2 separate regions of the Bos taurus genome follow, and region 1 is linked to region 2. A link is a contact called in public Hi-C data. All regions are on one chromosome and are shown on one strand. Each heading gives the region's core, a stretch centred on a gene start, on an enhancer-like site or on the middle of the called end of the contact. The rest is flanking DNA. Distances are from core to core; before and after follow the strand shown. Region 1 overlaps MAN2B1 (mannosidase alpha class 2B member 1). Region 2 holds the start of FBXW9 (F-box and WD repeat domain containing 9).

Region 1 (5,283 bases), core at 2,528-5,027, 46 kb before region 2:
ATGGGCCAGAATGTTCAGCGCAGGCCACTGCCTCTACTTCTTCTTCTTTTTTTTTTTTTCATTTCTTTGGCTATGCTGGGTCTTCATTGCCTTGCAGGCTTTTCTCTAGTGTGGCAAGCAGGGGCTACTCTCTAGTTGCAGTGCACAGGCTTCTCCCTGCAGTGGCTTCTCTTGCTGCGGAGCACAGGCACTCGGGCTTCAGTAGTTGCAGCACACGGGCTCAGTAGTTGTGACTGCCCCTCGGCATGTGGGATCTTCCTAAATCAGGGATCAAACCCATGTCTCCTGAATTGGCAGGCAGGTTTTTTATCACTGACCCACCAGGGAAGCCCAGGTTGTTGCCTCTTTGAATGGGGACATGGATATGTTTTCAGGAGGCACCACCAGTTGCCATGGGTCCAATACCAGGACCCATGCAGAAGAACCACAGCCTGGCCCAGACGTCCATCCTGAGCCTCTCTGGCTAGCCTGTGCCTGTCCCCACCACCAAGGACACCTTGGAGAGGTTTACAGGAATGCATCAGTGATTGGGCTCCAGGCAGGACTGAGGAAGGACCCAGGGTGACCTCCATGGGTCTCCCTGGATCCAGGTCGCCCTGGATTTGGATACATTTTTAGAAGGCATATGGATAATCAGACACGAAATGCTATTCCTAGGGCAAACATCCTGGCCCAGATGGATCCCTGCCTCCAGCAGAATACTTACCAACAGTTTTGGTGGGCGCTTCCTATGATAGGGCCTGATGCAGGACAGCAGACTGCCCTGGGGCACATGCCCCCAGACTGTGCTGGCCAGCTCTTCCTCTCCCGGAAGGAAACTTTAAAAATTCTGAGGATGGCTATTCCCTGGTGGTCCAGTGATTAGGACTTGGCGCTTTCACTGTCATGGCCCTGGATTCAATCCAGGAGAATTCAAAAGTCTGAGAAACATGAACTTCCCTGGTGACCCAATGGCTAGGATTCTGTGCTCCCAACACAGGAGGCCCAGTTTTGATCCTTGGTCAGGGAACTGGATCCCACATACCTCAACTGGGAGTTCACATGCCACAACTAAAGATCCTACACAGACTTCCCTGGTGGCACAGTGGATAAGAATCCACCTGCCAGTACAGAGAACACGAGTTTGATCCCTAGTTCAGGAAGATATCACATGCCACGGGGCAACTAAACACATGTGCCACAACTACTGAGCCCGCTGCTGCAACTACTGCAGCCCACGCGCCGTAGAGCCCATGCTCCACAGCGTGAGACACCATCAGAGAAGCCCCTACACTGAAACGAACAGCAGTCCTCATGCCTCAGCTAGAGAAAGCCCACACAAAGCAATGAAGACCCAGCAGAGCCAAAAATAAATAATTTTTAAAATAATAATAATAAAGATCCTGCAAGTGGCAATTAAGACCTGGCAAAGCGAAATTAAAAAAAAAAAAAAAAGTCTGGAGAAGGCACATCCATCTGGAGAAGGTACATCCATCTGGAGAAGGTATATCCAGTGATTGGACCGCATGCAGTGTGGCAATTAGACTTGGATGCCCTCCTGGGGCCTCTCTGGTTTCTCTCTCTACAGGGAGACTTAGAAAACTTTTCAAGAAGTGCATCTGGCACCCAGATCCCATCTGTGATCTGCCCAGGGGCTCCAAGCTGGCCCAGGTCCATGCCTGTTACCCACCCAAGGAGGCTGTAGACATAGCTTCTGGAGGCACATCTGACAATCAGGGGCCTAAGCATCCAAACAATGGTCTCTACGTGGGCTGCAGGTGGGCGTGGCAATGCCGTCCCAGCCTCCAGACCGCCTTCAAGGGACCCACACAAAACTGTACTGACTTTCTTTCAATTCTAAGCCTCAGGTCTCCTTCCTCTGAGACAGATTCCAGAATATTCCAGAACACCAGAACCAGGGCATGCCAGGCTCTCTGCCTGTCTCCTGGGAGGCCCACATCTCCAGCCCACCTGTCCAAGGCCTAGCTTTGGAACCTGGTTCTGATTCTTCTTTCATACCCCGCCCCCCCAGGACCGCTGAGATTCCCCACCTTCAGGGCGCCAAGGTAGAGTTTGGGAGGCCTGCAGGGTATGTCTGGCTTTCTGGGCCCAGGACAAGCCAATACAAGTCTGTCCTCAGTGGCTTCTCAGAACAGCTGTGCCAGGGATCTCCTTGGCAGTCCAGTGGTTAGGATTCGGCGCTTTCACTGCCATGGCCCTGGGGTTCAATCCCTGATCTGGGAACTAAGACCCCACAAGGCACAATGGGCAGCAAAAATAAAAAATAAACAAAAACACAGATGTGTCACAGCCCTAGGGGATGGAAGAGTGAAGCAGGAGTGGAGGAGGGAGTGGTGGGTGGGGTGGGATATGAACTGTGTAGACTATGGTCTGAGGATTCAGGCCAGCAAGTGGCCTTCCTGAAAGAACTCGGGTCAAGGGTCAGCTAGGATTTGCTGACCTTGTGTTTTTGTGTTTAGTCACTCAGTCATGTCCAAATCTTCGCGACCCCATGGACTGTACCCAGCCGGGATCCTCTGTCCATGGAATTTTCCAGACAAGACTACTAGAGCAGGTTACCATTTCCTGCTCCAGGGATCTTCCGAACCCAGGATTGAACCCATGTCTCCTGCATTGGCAGACAGATTCTTACCACTGTGCCACCTGGGAAGCCCCTGCTGACCTTTCTAGGTCATAAATTCCACTGCCCTCAAAAAAAAAAAAGGAAACCCACACTCAGTCACACCTTGACCTGAGTCTCGGTAGTGACATTTTAATGGCTTTCATTGGTGGTAGTAAGAGCAACAAGGGGGAGAGTTGGCTCCGCCCCCGGAGAGAGAACTCAGGCTCGGAGCCGGTAGTCTTGTATCCAGTGGGTCTAGCCGTCCTCTTCCCATTGGACCGAAGCCAAGAAGGTACGGATTTCCATGGGCTGCAGCGTGATGGTGGCGGACACCGGACGGGAAGGAGAAGGATGGGGTGTGGGGCCTGGGGAGGTGGAGGGGAGAAGTGAGGGATGCAGACTTCCTCCGCCTTAACATCCTCTGTGCGCCCTCCCCTGAACACAGACATACCGCTTTAAATCTTTCCCCAGGCCCTCACTCCCAGACCCTTCAACTGTTTGCCAGAGCCTAGATACCACCCCCAGATGCTCAAATCTCTCCCCAGTGTCTGGGCACTGTCCTCACACCCACAAGTCCCACCCTCAAGGACTGTCAAGCCACATCACTCCCTTAAACCCCTAACCTAAATCTGAACACCGACTTACTCCGACCCTCCAAGCTCTATACCTGGACCGGGTCAACATTCCCGCACCTCCCACACTGACCCGCCGCCCCCCTCCCCGGACCCCCGGCCGCCACCCCGCTCCGGGCAGGCTCCTACCCGTGTCCGTCGTCCACTGGAGCCTGGAGGCGTAGGCCAGGAGCTGGTTGGCCGCCAGCGTGGTCTCCCGCAGGTTGGTGATGGTGAAGGCGGAAAACAAGTTCTGCGGGCAGTGAAGGGGCCCGGATGCGTTGGGACAAAGCGGGGTTTCCCCTCCCTCCTCTCCCCAGTCTCCTTTCCATCTCTATCCTCACCGTCAAGTCCAGGGTCACCGGGGAGCTCAAGTTCCGGCCCGAGTCCTCCCCTACGGCGAACTGGTGCTCTAAGCGCAGCAGCAGTGTCTCCGGGCCCCAGCGGGCCAATGTGAGCAGACGTACCGAGGGTGGCAGCTCGCGGCGGAGCCCAGAGAACTGAGGGAAAGAGCGGGGCGGGGCTGAGCCGGGAGGGGCGGGGCTGAGCCGGGAGGGGCGGGGCTGAGAGGCTTCAGGAGGCGGAGATTCAGCGCGGAGGGGCGGGCCTTGGCCGTGCTCAGGAGGCGGGGCTCAGCCAGGACTGGGAAGACTGAGCCAATGAGGGGACCCGGCGGTGCCAGGTTAGCGGCAGAACGGTTCTCATCCCCTGACAGAGTTAGGATTGGGATGAAGCCAGGAGAGAGACGCTGTTGGAGAAGTTGAGTGGGCGAGAGGGTTGAACCGAGACTACGCTGAGCTAAGCGAACGGGATTCGCTTACCCCAGGACGAGTAGGAACAGGCGAGGTGGGTCTCAGTTAAACCTAGGAAAACCCGCCCTCAACTCCGCCCCTCCCTCCGCAGGCGTTCTTAGGGTCCTCTTTCTGCCGCGCCTCCTCACCTGCGTGCGTGGGGCTTTCTCGAGGCGATACCGCGCGCCGCCACCTTGAGCCAGCACCACCTGCGGGGCCAGGACCTCCATCTCCGCCTGTAACCGGTGCCTGGCGGCCGCAGTCTCCTTCTTATCCAACAGCACGAGGTGACGTCCTCGCACCCAAAGCCCCGACCCCTCCTTGTTCAGCGGCTCCCCAACTCCGCGTGCATCGTCCTTCAGCAGCCTTCGGTGCACCTGCGGGGAGAGTGGCCAAGAGTGAGGGTTCCTGTAGCCAATTTCTGGGCCGGAAACTGGGTGAAAGTACGTGGGGATTTCAAGGGAAAAAAAAATATTGGGGGAAACGGGTGACGACGAAGGGAACGTAAGGGATCCCCAGTAAACGTGGGGATCCGACCTAACAACGGGCTAGGGCAGACGGCGGTAAGGATCTAATGCGGGCGTGCATAGGGTAAATCAGGGCCTGGAGCGGAAGTTTGGGTAGGGATTGGATAAAAGCACGGAGTGAATGTCTCACAGAGGAATGGAGGGTTCAGCTTAGCGGGGACCACAAACAAAGGGGTGCACCTAGCAAAAGAAACTGGCTTCAAGGTCCTGTAGAGGGCAGGAAGGGAACTGGTGGAAGGACCCTGACTTAGATGGGGGCTCAGACCACTAACCATGAGTTCCAAGGAGCCATCTCTCAGGCTACTGCCCCCCTGGGACCGGTCAGTGAGCACAGTCAGCTGCATGTTCCCATCCTGAGGGGTAAAGGGTGAGTGAGGGGCTGCACTGCTGGCCAGCCCCGGCTCCCAGGCAGGCCCCACAGGGATGGTGGAGACTGCTGAGGACAGTTGGGAGATGTCAAGAACAGGTGAAGTCCACTCTGTAAAGGGGTGTCAGGAAAAGGTGGGGAGCAGGGTGGGGGATGGGTACCGTGATGTAAATGCGGCTGTTGACTGGATAGTAATTTCCAGCCACGGGTTCAGTCTGGTTCAGCTTCCAGGTAGGTCTATAATTCCGCCTGGGGTGGGGTTAGGATTTGATCAGGCTTGGAGTCTGGCTCCCTTCCCCCCACTCACCCACTCCTCCTTCATCCTCTCCCTCCCACAGTCATTAGGATCAGCAGATGCCCCCTCACTGCCCTGGGCCCCAGCACA
Region 2 (5,161 bases), core at 1,082-3,581:
TGGTCTGGGAAGATTCCACATGTCAAGAAGCAACTAAACCCATGCACCACAACTACTGAAGCCCATGCGCCCTAAAGTCTCACACTGCAACTACTGAGCCCATGTGCTGCAATTACTAAATAAACCTGCTCTCACCTAGAGCCTGTGCCTCGCAACAAGAGAAGCCACCGCAGTGAGAAGCCTGAGCACTTCAACAAAGAGTAGCCCCGGCTCGCCACAACTAGAAGAAGCCAGAGTGCAGCAATGAAGACCCAGCATAACCAAAAAAATTAATAAAAATTAAAAAAAAATAAATCAATGAGCTCTGGTGCCAAAACCCATGCCCTCAGCCACAGTAGCCTGCCCAGGCCTCCTAGCTCCTACCTTTGCCTGATCTCCTATCCCCTCACCTTGTGAGTGCTGTTCTTCTGGGTCCCCAGGGTCTTGACCAGAACCCTGCTGGGCTCCACCCCCAGCTGCTGCAGGTCCCACAGGTTGACATTGCGATCTCGGGAGCCAGACAGGCAGAGTGTCCCACCCTGGGAGAGGAGTGAGGTGGTGTGGTAGGGGTCACCCTGGCCCCCCACTGCCAGGCCCTCCACCAACCCCTGTCTCACCTGAAGCAGCAGCACCGAGTCAATGGAAGCAAAGTGCCCATCGGCTAGGCAGAAGTACTCAGCCCTGCGCCCATCATCTGCCCAACGCGACAGGTGCTGCTCCAACTCAATGCAGGCCGTCGGCCAGTCAAAGTCCTCCTCTGTGGGATGCAATACCAGGGTCCCCAGTGGGCAGGAACCCTGCCACCCACTACAGCTTTCCAAGCTCACCACTGGCTTCTGGGGAGCAGAAGACTTGGAGAGAATCCCACTTGGATCCCTTACCCCACCCAAGGAAGCCCAGGCTCTAGCTTTGGGACCACCAGCCCACCCACCTGCCATGCAGGTCTAAGGCTGCTCCTTACCGTTTCCAGATATTGGGTAACTGAAGCCCCAGGATCACCTTCCCAGGCCTCATTCTCCAACCTCAGGATGTTAAAGTCCTACCTCACCCCTGGCTGTGGTCCAACCTCAGCTTCACCCTCCCTACCCCTTTGGCTGGGCACAAGAGTTAGGACTACATAACTAACCCTTCTTGTTTTGGCCACCTGAACCAGACTCATGGAAGTGTTCCCCAAAATCAGTATCCCAAACCTGGGACCCTTGTCAAGGAGCAGAACCCAAGCCCTTGACCCAAACATCTATATTTTAATCAAGCTGTTCAGTAAAGTCCCATCAATTCAAGACCAGCAGGCTGCATTATCCTCTAGGGACCAAAGACTTTGGTGGCAGAAGGAATGACCACCAGCCCTTGTCTGAGATCACAGGTTAGACCCTGAACTTGAGGATCTGTGACTGCTGGTATCAGAGATCCCAACCTCTAAACCATAGCTTAGGTTCAAGGGTTGTAGGCTCTGGACCTGTGTCCATGTCTCACCCTCACCTAGGCCAAGACTCTAGGGGTAAGGGACTTTTACATTACCAGTTGCTGCCTTAGCATCTACACCCAGAACCTGGGGATTCTTGGTCTTACTTTGAGCACCGAGCAGCCTGACAGCCTGAGACTTTAAGTCGCTGTAGCAACCCCCGGCCTGAGAATCATTGGATCTTGAGTTCAGGGACCCCAGTTATCCAGGTAGATTTCTATAGCCTCAGGATCCCAAGTATCTGCCTCATGGTTCACCCAGAGGTCAGGAGCTTTGGTACTACCAGTAACTACCTCAGCCACCCTGAACCAGGACAGCCAGGGAGTTTTCTCCAGTGGGTGTGCTCATGACACCCTAGACCCCTTCCCCCTCGCCCCAGGCCTGACTTGGGCAGGCGACCCCCGGGCGCGCGCACCTTCCACCACTGGGTAGGGAGCCCGTACGCGGCGCTGCGCGCGTAGCCTCCAGGTGACACGGTCACGCACGAGGTCGCGCAGCGCGTGGCAAACGCGTGGCAGGACATGGAGCACGAGGCGCGCGTCGAGGTAGGCGCAGATCTCGAGCAGCAGCTCCGGGGGTAGGCTCAGCAGGCCCGGAACTGCCACAGTCGGGCCCTTGGACGCGGCCCGCGGTTCCAGAGAGCCAAAGGACACCGTGGGCGCGGGCAAAGGAGGGGCGCGCGGGGGTGCCAGCCCGAGTTTTGGAGGACTGAGCACGCGGGCCACGTAAGCCTCGGCCTGCGCGTCGGGGTCAGGCTCCAGCTCCGGGTCCGAGTCATCGTCCCAGGCGTGGGGATCGTCGCGCGGCCCTGGAGGCAGCTCCATGGCGACCGGGTGGGCGCGGCTGGCCCTGCTCTGTCAGACTCAGAGCCCGCGTCCTGTCTCCTAGGCAGCACGAGGGCACTTCCGGCGCTGCCTGATGACGTTAGGCGCCAGCCGGAACCAAGCAACCCGCGTGGAAACTGGCCGCGTGCTGGATGCGGGCTCCTCGGAAAGGTCTAGTTCTTAAGCTGCGTCGACCTTGGACTGGAAAAATCCCGATTTCTGGTTCCTGCGTTTATTAAACTAGAATGTCTGATGTTGCTGATGCAAAGGGCCATTGGACTCTGGTTTGAAAAACACGGCCCTAAAGCACTTCTCACAGACACGGAACCTAAGAAATAAATTTCTTTTCCTGGTTCGAAGTCTAGGCATGCCAGTGATTCCTGTCTTTTCTTAGCGACCCAGAAACACACTGCAGAGCCCTCGGTGAAAGTTAAACAAATTCTAAGCAGCACTAGCCCGTTCCCTCTTCTGATATCCACGTGGCTCTTTGCTCAATCACCTTAGCAGAGTACCCTAAGTACCCAGAGTACTGTAAGACTGGTCATTTTCCAAAACGTACTTTCTCCCCTCCCTCCACTGTATTTTTCTCTATGGGACATACCACTGTTTCACTGGTTAGCTTTATTTTTTCTCACTAAAATGCACACACTTAAATGAAAACTGGTTGTGTCAGCATTTAAAAATTTCTTCCAGGTTGATGCAGGTGATCGTTGGGTTGTACAGAGGTTGCAAGATTTTATCCTGAGGCCTCTGCATACCCAGATAAGAGATTTTTTATTTGCCTTTAACTGTTGTGCATGTTTTCCTGGGTCCCACGGCCTTGACGTTGGGCTGAGCATTATACAAATCCAGAGTTGTGAAACCAGCCCAAGAGTGCTGCAAGGTCTTGCTCTTTGCCACTCAGTTTAGTCTTTAGCCCATGGTGATTTTGAATCTGTGCTGTAGTGAGCTCCCAGACTGCAATTATGTCCCAGAGACGGTGTTGCATGTGCTATATTACCACATTTAATGTTTACTCTTACTTCCCCACTCCTCCAGTTATTTCCTGACCTGATTCCTGTACATCCCATTTCTAAAACTTTCCAGGCCCCCCTCTACATCTCTTCTCTACTGCCAAAACCCAAGGACACAAGAGGCCAGATGGAGACCAAGGGTTTCACAAGAAACTGATCTTTACTCAACAAAGTTCTACACAAGTGGAATCTCACGCCACCTTGGCGCCAGTCCCCAGCACAGCACAGTAACAAATGGACAGACCCTGGAGCCCGCAGGAAGAAAAGGATGAGGGGAAGGGGGGATGTGGGAACGAGAGGGACTGCAGATCGAGGCCAGTCAGGGTCTGCAGCCCTAGGCAAGGGAAAAAGGTTGAGAAGCTGAAACTTCATTGTGCAAAAATCAACCAAAATAAATTAAAAAATTAAATAGTCTTCTTAAAAAAAAAAAAAAAAAGAGAAGAACTAGAACCAGGCCCCCCATCTTGGATGGAGAAGGGGTTACCAATCCCATCAGGCAGCCAATCCACACACCCGAAGACCCAGCAGAGGATTCTCCAAAGCACTGGAATTACCAGAAAATTAAATGATTATTTTTTTTTTCTTTTCTTTTTCTACAAATGGCTTCCAGAGACCTGCTGGAGTTTCACAGCGGGGAACCAGCTGGGTTTATGGAATGTGCACCAGTGCCCCTCTGGCAGGGCCCCAGAGGGATGGATGGAGCAGGCCCCAGGACGCAGGAATCCAGTCAACCCCCACCCCAGCAAATCGCAAATTGCAAAGAGGCCCCCAAAGAAATAGAAAGCAGGGAAAAGAGAAAAGAAAACCCCAGTAAGGGGGCTGCAAGGCTTGGTTTCAGTTTCTAGGCCAAATGGGAAGTAACCACCCCTCCACCTTAGGGGAGTCTCTCCCACTGTGAAGGAATCCCCAAACAATCCCACAAGTTTCACTGTCCTAGTCTGGTGGGGTCTTAGGACTTGCTGGAACTGTGATCAGGAAGTCCCAGGGCCAGAGGTGGGTAAGGGAGTATACCGCCCTTCCCTTCCTCCAAGTTTTCAGTTTCTTTCTGGCTGGCAAAACCTAAACCTTTGTCTTCTGTCACCATCAATTAAATGCCCTAGCCTGGCCCTTGTGTTAAAAGTCAGGCCTGAAAGAGTGCTCTTGGAAGCAGAGAAATGAACTGCCTTTGAAACGGACTTGCTTATAGCAGCTCTGGCTGCTCCCAGCTCTCTTCAGTGGAAAAGGTTCCATCCAGCCCAGCATCTCCGTAAGTCACTGGGGCTCAGGGGAGGGAGAAAAAATGTGACCTCTGGCCAGCCCTGGCCACTTTGGTGGTCCCAACTTTTCTGGCTGGGATGGGAGAAGGAAGGGGGACACACTGGCTGAGGCTGCCACAGAGCTGGCAAGAAGTGTGCAGAGCAGGTCCAAAGCGTGCGCGTGCTGACTGAGTGGCCCCAAGGTGGCCATCCTCTTCCCCTCACCCCCACCCCAGGGTCCCAGTGGAGGTCCCCAACCCACCCAGCCCTCCCTAATCACTGCCAATTCCGGCAAAACAGCAGAAGCTTCTTAAACTCTAGATGCAGGTTACACGGAAGGCCTTACGAGTTAACTCAGGGGTTCACTAATTCTACTGTCTCCATGCAGTCGGGGAAATGGTGGGGCGGCTGGCCCAGCCTGGCTGGCGACAGCACCCGCACATGCGTGTAGCCATGTGTGTACATGTGAGTGTACGTGTCTCTACAAGGACCCCCCTCCCCGCCTGCTTTTCCCTTGCCTCATCCTCAGCCGGATTTGGTCGGCCGTGTTGATGCCTCCCTCCCACGTGGCTGGCCCAAGTAGGCTGCCTGAGGTGACCCCAATTAGAGCAAGGGGTCCTTGCTGCTAAGAAGTCCCACCCCCCTCCC

Evidence for each region. Hi-C and Micro-C count contacts between places; a contact is called where the count stands out from the background.
Region 1: a Hi-C map of blastocyst shows a contact between it and region 2, with 2.1 times the contacts expected there. The contact joins the enhancer-like site here to the promoter of FBXW9 in region 2. A contact is called at or near these places in 3 of 11 Hi-C or Micro-C datasets (blastocyst, skeletal muscle and an unstated tissue).

Annotation. Positions count from the first base shown.
Region 1 is chr7:12,851,220-12,856,502 of ARS-UCD2.0, reverse strand. MAN2B1 (mannosidase alpha class 2B member 1) reads right to left here. Exons shown (of 24, transcript NM_174561.2): 19 at 5,060-5,147; 20 at 4,804-4,884; 21 at 4,154-4,381; 22 at 3,558-3,713; 23 at 3,364-3,466; 24 at 2,739-2,967. The coding sequence ends at 2,858. Among named protein-coding and RNA genes, the nearest start is that of MAN2B1, 15 kb to the right of the region's middle. Within about 2 kb of position 3,777, at least 60 of the 102 cell types and tissues checked have an H3K27ac peak or open chromatin away from gene starts, as enhancers often do. A contact at or near this core is called in blastocyst and skeletal muscle, where this site is marked.
Region 2 is chr7:12,804,137-12,809,297 of ARS-UCD2.0, reverse strand. FBXW9 (F-box and WD repeat domain containing 9) reads right to left here and starts at 2,331. Exons shown (of 10, transcript NM_001038151.2): 1 at 1,857-2,331; 2 at 597-736; 3 at 390-518. The coding sequence starts at 2,265. TNPO2 (transportin 2) reads right to left here. Exons shown (of 24, transcript NM_001205503.2): 24 at 3,420-5,161.